Regions from separate parts of the Mus musculus genome. Here region 1 is linked to region 2. A link is a contact called in public promoter capture Hi-C data. All regions are on one chromosome and are shown on one strand. The core of a region is the stretch at or near the end of the contact, and the rest is flanking DNA. Distances in the headings are between cores, read along the strand shown.

Evidence for each region. Promoter capture Hi-C pulls out the DNA fragments that hold promoters and counts their contacts.
Region 1: a promoter capture Hi-C map of the C10 cell line shows a contact between it and region 2. The contact joins the promoter of Arhgef6 here to the promoter of Map7d3 in region 2. A contact is called at or near these places in 4 of 39 promoter capture datasets (the C10 cell line, cranial neural crest, hippocampal neurons and 1 more).

Annotation. Positions count from the first base shown.
Region 1 is chrX:57,337,113-57,341,835 of GRCm38.p6, forward strand. Arhgef6 (Rac/Cdc42 guanine nucleotide exchange factor (GEF) 6) reads right to left here and starts at 1,617. Exons shown (of 22, transcript NM_152801.2): 1 at 1,226-1,617. The coding sequence starts at 1,462.
Region 2 is chrX:56,820,069-56,824,718 of GRCm38.p6, forward strand. Map7d3 (MAP7 domain containing 3) reads right to left here and starts at 2,257. Exons shown (of 16, transcript NM_177293.3): 1 at 2,169-2,257. The coding sequence starts at 2,235.

The sequences.
Region 1 (4,723 bases), core at 367-2,866, 520 kb after region 2:
GACACAGTTGGCTTTGGAAGGCAGAGGGCAGCCCTGCTCTCCATCCAGGAAGAGAAGTAACCACTGAAGGAAGTGATGCAAATGCCTGAACGGTTGCTTTTTGTTTCAGAGGTCTCCAAGCCACTTCTACTTAAGGTTTTCTCATACCTTCTACTCGACTGTGGTGCTAGCAAATCGGAGAAACTAAGAGACACGGACACACGGACGGACACACACACACACATTGATGCAGTCGGCCTCAGTTTGAGGTGTGTGTGTGTGTGTGTGTGTGTGTGTGTTTGTGTGTCTGCGTATGTATATATAAATATATATCGTTTAGTCCTGCTTTTGCCTGAGGTTACTTTGATCACCTCCCTCTACTCCTCATGATAATTTGTTCATATTTCACTATGTCTAAGCATCACATTTTTTATTATGTCTCTCTGTATCTTATCAGTTTAATCACCATTTCTCACATTTGAAAAATTATAAGTAAATCTACTTGTTCCATAAACATAGAACTGATTCCAAAAGGCAAAAGACCCTTATTTAAGTTATGTGCACAATGACCTTAAGAAAAGAATCATAAGTACTCTATCTTTAATGACACAAAAGCACCTACTTTAGAAACTGTCCACTGTCATAACATGGGCTTCTAACCTCAAAACTCTTGAAGTTTTTTTAAAGCAAGGTTTAGTTTCACTTTGAATGCCCATTGCCTTCAATGCATAGAGTTGGTTTCTCTTTGGTTTTGGGGGAGTTTTAAGTAACATTGACACTTGTGAATAGACTTTTCTTCAATGAATCTTAAAACAAACAAACAAACAAGGAAGTCTCCATCATTTTTTTTAGGCAAACTTTCAAACACCAGAAAGATCTACAACAAAATTATTCCATTATCCCACAGACTCATGCTCAAAACATGTCTAAAGTGCACAGGGGAAGTTTAATGTGCATTTCCACAACCACAGCAAACTTGTACACAATAAGGTTGTCCTCCTATCCCTGATTGGCAGTCCTGTAGCCCAGCTTTAGTAAGGTAACATCAGGGGGTCAATTACTGAAGGATAATATTTCGTTTTCTGACTTTTTCAAAGTACAAGGACAGTAAATAAAAACGCCTAACTTTTAGAAAGATATTGAAGAAGGGGATTCCCATGACCCCGCAATAGAAAAATCTCAAGAATGATATTATTGCTGCTCTGTGGTGGAAAGTAATCCCAAAGACACAGCAAAATGACCTTACCTTCTCCACCGAGCCAGGCAGAAGTCTGTTTATGAGTTTGCACAACACTACCCCATTTTTCAGCGAGGACTTCAAGAACTCCTCTGGATCACAGACAGTCTTTTTGGGAGACTCTAGAACTCCCAAAGATATAAGCCATGTCACAAGGCGTTCTTCTGGATTCATGACTGAGGCTCTCGGACGCTCTGAACAGCTCTCGGGGCAGCTGTGAAGACTAAGCCACATCCGTGATTGCATCTGCTGCTGTCTTCCTTTTATGAGCGCTCTTCTGGTGCTTGCGGGGCAAAGGTTTAAGGCAACTTTTCTCTGACAACAGAGGAACGTGGGATTTCTAAACCACAGAGATCATACCTAAAGATATGGAAAGGAATGATAAGGAATGGACAAACTCCTGAGAGAACATCACTGGTTCTTTTTCGAAACTTGCAAAACAAACTCATTAGGTTTTTCTTTGGGGGGGTGGGGTGGGGGGAGGAACACGTACAACAGTGCAAGAAGCTGTAAGGAAAGGAAGTGAGGAGGATGCTGGGGAGGCAGAAAAGTCAGCAAGTGCTCGTGGAAACCGGAGTGAGCCAGCACTTTACAGAGCCTTGGAAATGAGACACGCATGGGGCAGACTGGGAAAACACTGTCAATACAGTCTAGTCTCAGTGAAAAATCTGGCTTCTGTCAGGAGGAGGATGCCAACTGGCTCTTAGGTCAGACAGATCTGAGCCTCGTGGGGAGCTGTGCTGGTAAAAGAGAGCTCAAACAAAGACTTAGGTGGACTGAAAAAATTCCTCCCAGAAATGGCCGGATGTCCTCAGACAATCTCACAGTGACAGTGTGTGTCACGATCATGCCTTCTTTACAAAACATGTGGAGCCGCATGGTGACAAACTTGCCAAGCAAAGGAAGATTGTCCCTGCTGTCAGCCATCGCTGCATTTAAGCAGAAGCTGGAAGAATGGCATTTTACGTTGTAGCCAAAAAAGCTATGTTTAGGGAAATAGGCTAAGGATAACATCTGACATCCTGTTTACTTGCATTCTTTAGCAATTCTTTTTCTGGACCTGGTTCCACTCCACAGTCCAGCTGCAGCACCCTTAGCAAAGGCTTAGACACAGTCACAGAAAATGAGGGAAATATGTTTGGAGACAGAGCACTTGAGAACAAAAGAGCACTTGTCTTCTCTGTCTACACTACAGACTGAAAGATTCACTTCTTGTCATCAACAAACACGATGCATTTAAAATAGTGATCTGCAAACCAGCCTCGCTCATGAATCCAGAGAGGTTTGTTATTGTCAAACACTTTTAGTACCAGGTAAAATAGTCATACTATAGAGAAATTTATGATAAGGCAGAGTTTAATTGTATAGCTCAATGTTGGCAAATGCAGGCCGTCAGCACCTCTCCACATGTATGTGAGGCATCCAGTTAATTATAGCTGTTTCCCGCTAAGTCTCACAATCCTGTTCTTGTTGTTCTCTGTCTCCCTGCTTTTTTTGATGGTGATAGTGATAGGGATAGTTTCTTGTAGCTGAGGCTGACTTTGAACTCCTGATTCTTCTGCCTCCTCCTCCCAGATGCGAGGATTAGAGGCATGCAAAATCAAATCCAGTTTACGGGGTGTTTGGGGTTGATCCTAGGATGTTGTACACACTAGACAGGCACTCTACCAACTGAGCTATAGCCCCAGGCCAATTGAATAATTTTAATATTTACAGGCTATTTCATTACAATCATGCACAGTCTAGATCAGTGGGTCTCAACCCCTTTGGATATTAGAGGACCTTTTTAGAAAGATCACATACCATATATTTCAGAAGTCATATGTTTGTATTATGATTCATAACAGTAGCAAAATTACACTAATGAAATAGTAACAAAATAATTTTATGGTGTATGTGGGATGGGGGTTCACTTCCCTAATCCAGGAGCTATCCCTAATTAATAACCACTCAGAAATGAAAACTTAATTTTCTCCAAGAGAATATCATGGACTATACAAACCACTCTTATTATAAGGACAGGCAGGCCCTGTTCCCAGCAGTAGCTAGGCAACTCAAAATGAACTCAATGGCAACTTTGGACGTTCTTTGTCTCATAATACTTTGTCAAGGTATGGTTTTGTTTTTACTTTATTCTTTTTTAAATCACATAGGTCCATAGGTCCTTTGTATTTATATTGTGGCTTCTGGCTCTGTGTTTTCCCGTGTGTGTGTGTGTGTGTGTGTGTGTGTGTGTGTATGTGTGTGTGTGTGTGTGTGTGTGTGTGTGTGTGTGTGTACAGGTGTCATTGCATCTATCTGTGTTGTTTGTGCTTTTTCTTTGGCTCTTTTTCTTCTGTTTGCTTGTTTTAATGCATTTTGACTTGTTTGTTTTTGTCTTATTTTATTATTACTAAGATGTCTGCATGTTTTCTAAGCAGACAGAAATGTTGTGGATCTGGATGGAAGGGGAGGGAGGGAGGTCCATGGGGGTGTTGGGGAGGGAAATACTGTAAATAGAATAGATTGTATAAAAAGCTATTGTCAATAAATGAAATTTTGAAAGAAAAAATGCGCCCTTTCACCTCCTTTTGTTTTTCCTTATCTCCACATCATAGGCAACTGCTCATCTGTTCTCAACCCATTTATGCTAGCCTGTATTTTCAAGGATCTTGCATAAAGGGAATATACAGCATGGTGCTATTACTGGTGGTCACAATCTGGACCCGGTTTTTCCAGATTCTTGGTTTCTCAATCAAAGAACCGAAATAAGGGCTCCCATATATTTTGAAAGTAGCAAGGAGACTTTAATCAAGGTGAAGCCACAGTCCGGATCAAAGTAAGCACACTATCAAGATTGATAGCAGCCACATGAGTGAAGGCACTCAAGGGCTCAACATTATCAAAGTGGTGCTAAAGAGAGTAACATATCTCTACTGTTTAAAGCAGGTCTATGTGCAGCCTAAGGCAGATGGATGTGGGGGTCGCAGGTTGTCAACATGTTGCTAGGTGCATTATTAGCAAAGGAGGGACTTGCACACAACCCAAGCCAATTAGAGTCTCCTGTTTCTAAGCTATTTCTACGCTCACCCGTCTCAGTACTTTGTTTTCTGTGTTTTAACACCAACATTTTGAGATTCGGTGATGTAGTTGGGTTTATCCATAGTTGTATAAAATGATGAATTTACCTCTGTGGTTTTGGCTTGTTGTACTTATAAGTAAAATAAATATAGTTGAGCAAAATTTTAATTGGATTTGAGCCATGGCCAAATCTATGTAATAGAAATAAACAGAATGCAATTGTTGATACATTTACTTCCTCAGTGTGACCTATTTCAACACAATTTTATGTCATTTGGACAGCACCACAATTGCTCAGGCAAATTTTACTCCACAGGCAAACAAAGGCTGGCAGTATTATTGGGCTACTGCATATATTTTATGAGGACCAGTTAGGTCTGAATCACTTTAGGAATCTAGTTTAACCCAAACTAGGGTCATGGCCACTGTCCACGGGTTAAAAATCTG
Region 2 (4,650 bases), core at 1,007-3,506:
TGCCTAAAAAGTAGCTCATTGTCTTTCTTCTCTCTATGGAGATTGGGATTGAACTAAGCCCTCTATTATGCTAAGCAATGTGCCCTTCCCCCATGGAACTACACCTCCATGGAGCCAGTACCCCCAAGGCTCTATTCTGATGCATTATGAAGTTGCTGGGACAAGGACAGCCAATGTTTTTAAAAGTAAGGCAAATAAATATAAATTGTACCATATATATATATTCTGTCAACATGCAGGAAAGTGATAAGCAAACATTAGTAAGATGACATGTAAATTGGGGGAAAGAAAAAAATAAGATGATGTACATTAAGACGGATTATAGAGAATTACTGAACCGTGAATTCCATGGATGGTTGTATCTAAAATTACCCACAATCCTGAGCAAGGGCTTGGGGATCACTGTTTTTTCCTTTGTGCAAAAGGACAGCAAATCTATCCCTTGGTCATACCACATAAGTCTGGTTATAACTCTCAAAAAGACCCAACAGTTCAGGAAAGACAGTTCAAATAATTAAAGGACTGGAGGGATTGCCCTAGTGAGTGGGATTTGGGATGTTGGTTTGCATGGGGGGAGGGCTATCTGGGATTCATTTTAAGGGGTAAGCTTGAATGTGCCCCTGCAATTGCTGCCATAGAGATCTTACCATTGCAGAAAAGAAAAAAGAATTTGCTTTTAAGTCTTAGGGAGCTAACAGCTCAGATAAACTATGACCTAGTTAAAGACCTAGTCTCACTCCCTGTTTTACTACTGGTATTTTTGTGGCACACATTACTTCCGAATGGTATAATAGCATGCATTCTTTTGAATCGGTTCTCAAAGAATACATAGTTTTTAAATGTTTCCCTACTAGATAAACAGTTGATACCAGGAGAACAAATAGCTACTGAAAGGCTGGTGGGAAACTGCTGAAATCTTTGTGTCCAGCAGCCATTGTTAGGGGAGAGCACCCTTCCCAGCCCGACTGCACCATTCGAAATAGTAACAAAATATCAGGCTGCCTAATACCGCACACCTCCAAGCTGTGGAAGTGGCTCAAGACTTCTGAGTCTGGGATTCTGGCTGCTAGACTAACTTTAAAGTTTCTCCTGCTCTAAAACGCTGTTAATCTGGCTCTCAGTCTTAGTAGCTTTCCTTGCATTTATAGGTCCCAATCTTTGAGTAACGTGCTCTAAACTGAGAAACCATTTGTGAATTTAAACAAACGAGGGAAAAGCAACAAGTTAAGTCACACAGTTTTTAAAGCTCATCTGGCTGAATGGTTTTAATTTAAAACAGTTGTGTAGAAAATATAAAATGTGATTTGTTAAGATAAGAATAGTTCTTTAGTATTAGCATATTAAAATGCATAGAAAACCCACTAAATGAATATATGTACATCTAATTACAATGTAAAACTCCTTAAAGATTTTTATAGCAATCAAAATCATCTTATTCACAGGCATATCTGGGGAAAGTAGTCTTGTCCTTCTCGCACAATTTCCTGAATTAAATAGGTGCTGCCAAAATTGTTAAGATTAATACACCCCACCAACCTTTTCGTCTCCCCAGACAGAAAAAGTTTTGATTATAGGACCTGTTGAGAAAGTATTGCTAGGTGAGGATTCTCATTCAGCTCAGCCTAGGGATAAAGTCACGTGCCGTAGCAAAGTGAAATCTTTTCCCAACATTCTAAGCCCTAAGCGTCAGTTCTCCCCCCGCCCCCCGCGCGCCTGGATCTGAACCTGGAAAACGCCAACACCTTGGGATTCAGGGAAAACCCAAACTTTCCGATCCTGGCAGGGCCACCCTGAAGTGTGGATGTGCCCAGCACGGGCCAGCGCCCACCCATCCCTGAGCTTTCCCGCAGTTGCTGCGGTGTCACTGGTCCCCGACGCAGACAGGGCTAGAGTTAGGGTTTGGTAGCTCCCGCCCGCCCAGCAATGGTCTTTGGAATGTTGACAGCACTGCCCGATGGTTTCCCCTTCATGTCCTGGTTCTCTGATCTCTCTTGCCCCAGCCCTAAGGTGTTGAGAGAGATGAGGGGGATCATAGACCATGAGGGACCGAGGGGACTCTCCACGGAAAAGTTACTGAGCCACGCTACTTCTCTGGATCCTGGGGCTACATCAACCCCACTGCCTATGAGTGTCCCTGTCCCCCTGGGACTATGATCCATCTCACTCACCCAAGCGTTCGTGTAGCCCCCGGAAAGATGTGCTGCTACTGGTAGCAGCAAAAGTGGGGTCCGCCATCTTCAGAGAGTAGTTGAGAACCACTGGAGGTGGTTCTTGGGCGGCAAGGCGCAGGCGCCGCCTCTTCTTTGGCCTCTGCCGGGGCTGGGACCCCGGGGGGCGGGGCAGGGCGGGGCTCGGGTAGTCCCCGCACTTCCCATGAACCTTCAATATAGGTAGCATTAGCTCTCACATGCTTGTGGCTAAGCTGGCTGGAAAGCTATTAACTTTGTCTGAGGAAAGCCTTTCTTATATTGGCGGTTCTATTGTGATGCGTTCTGGGCTCCAGCCAATCAGCTGCCCACTTGGCCATTGACCGTTCTTTTCCTTTTATCGCCTCTACTTGATGAATGCTGCAACATTCCATAGTTCCCCATCCATAAGTTAACACCCATTTGCCAAGCATCTTCCTGTACTATGAGCGTTTATTACCTTTGAAGTATTACATGAAAAGCCCAGTTTGGGGGTAAAGGATGTGAGGGGTGAATAGATGATGTGTCACCTCTTTTTTTCGTGTATATGTTAACACATGGTTATGGGCAGGCAGTTATGGTTGAGGAAGGCCCAGGAGCCTCTTTATAGGATAAGCACTTGAATGAATTCTCTGAGTCTTCAAGTGATATTGGAACTGTAAACCGAAGAAGCTGATAGTGGTTACCCATCTTTTCCCTGTACCATGACACTTACCACTTACAGTAATACACAAACTTATTAGTCCCCTACTACCCTAGGAAGTATGTACCACTACTGTCCCAACTTACAGGCAAGGAAAGTAAAAATTAAAACCCTTTGTCTAGAGTCACCACAGTAAGTGACAGTATTGAAATATAGTCCCCAAGCTTCTCATTAGGGTACGCATGTACTTCATCTTAGATGAGGAAATTTCATTAGGTGAAGAAAGAGAAACGGGACCTGGAGTGATGGCTCATTGGATAAGAGTAAATCAAGCCCTCCAAGAGGACCTGAGTTTGATCCCCAGCACCCAAGTCAGATGGCTTACAACTGCACTCCAGGGTAACCCAGTGCCCACTTGCACTCAATCGCACCGCCCCCATACATACAATTTAAAAATAAAGATGAGGTGCTGGAGAGATAGCTCAGTGGTTAAGAGCACTGACTGCTCTTCCGAAGGTCCTGAGTTCAAATCCCAGCAACCATGTGGTGGCTCATAATCATCTGTAACGAAATCTGATGTTTTCTTCTGGGGTGTCTGAAGACAGCTACAGTGTACTTACATATAATAAATAAATAAATAAATCTTAAAAATAAAGATGAATCTTTTGAGAATAGAAAATAAATGTTATAACTTACAGTGCACAAACATGTGAAAGTACATCAAATGACCTTTAAATGTGGTCAAAAGGCATAAACAGGCCTCTTCGAAGGAAAGAAAATACAAATGGTCACTAAATGTTTACAACAACTGTTCAAAATGAAAGTTATCACAAAACAAGCTACCTCTCTAGATCTGGCACAAATGTAAGGACAGTAATTGAGGCGGACAAAATTAATTAGAGCCTCAAAGTCCTGCTTCTCAGCAAGTACAGTACAACATTTTGCACTAGCTCTGTGAGAGTAGCCATGATTATTCCTATAGCACACCTATGCTTAGGGCATTAGTACAGCACACACATGCACAAACATCACAGCCAGACAATCTGGCAAAACACATAAACATCTCTGTTGTTTCTTTTTTTTTTTTAAAGGTCAAGCCCAAATCTAGAAATGAAGGAACATTTAGACAAATATAGGCTTGCTTTAAAATGCCAGCATTATGAAGGACTGAACAATTAGAGGGTTACTTTAGATCACAAGAGGCTAAACAGAGCAAGTACAGGCTATAAACATTGCTGAAGACATGGATTTAAGAATAGCTTTCAGGCTGCACAGTGGTGGCACACGCCTTTAATCCCAGCACTTAGGAGGCAGATACAGGCTGAGCTCTTTGAGTTTGAGGCCAGCCTGGTCTACAGAGTGAGTTCCAGGACAGCCAGGTATACACAGAGAAACCCTGTCTCAAATAGTAGTAGTAGTAGTAGTAATAGTAATAGTAGTAGTGGTATTAATAATAAAGCTTTCAAGGGCTCAAAGCCTGGAGATACAACTTTGTGGTAGGGTTCTTGCCTAAAGTTCCTGAAGGCTCAGTTCCCAGCATTGAATACAAAAGGGCACTCAGAATGGAAACAATTGGGAAAATTTAACTATGAACTGCACAGTAAATAGCAGTGTAACAAGGTCAAATTTCTTAGTTGTGAAAATAATATTGTACCCATATAGAAAAGTGCCCTCTTTCTTCTTTCTTTCTTTCTTTCTTTCTTTCTTTCTTTCTTTCTTTCTTTCTTTCTTTCTTTCTTTCTTCCTTCCTTCCTTCCTTCCTTCCTTCCTTCCTTCCTTCCTTCCTTTCTTTCTTTCTTTCTTTCTTTCTTTCTTTCGTTT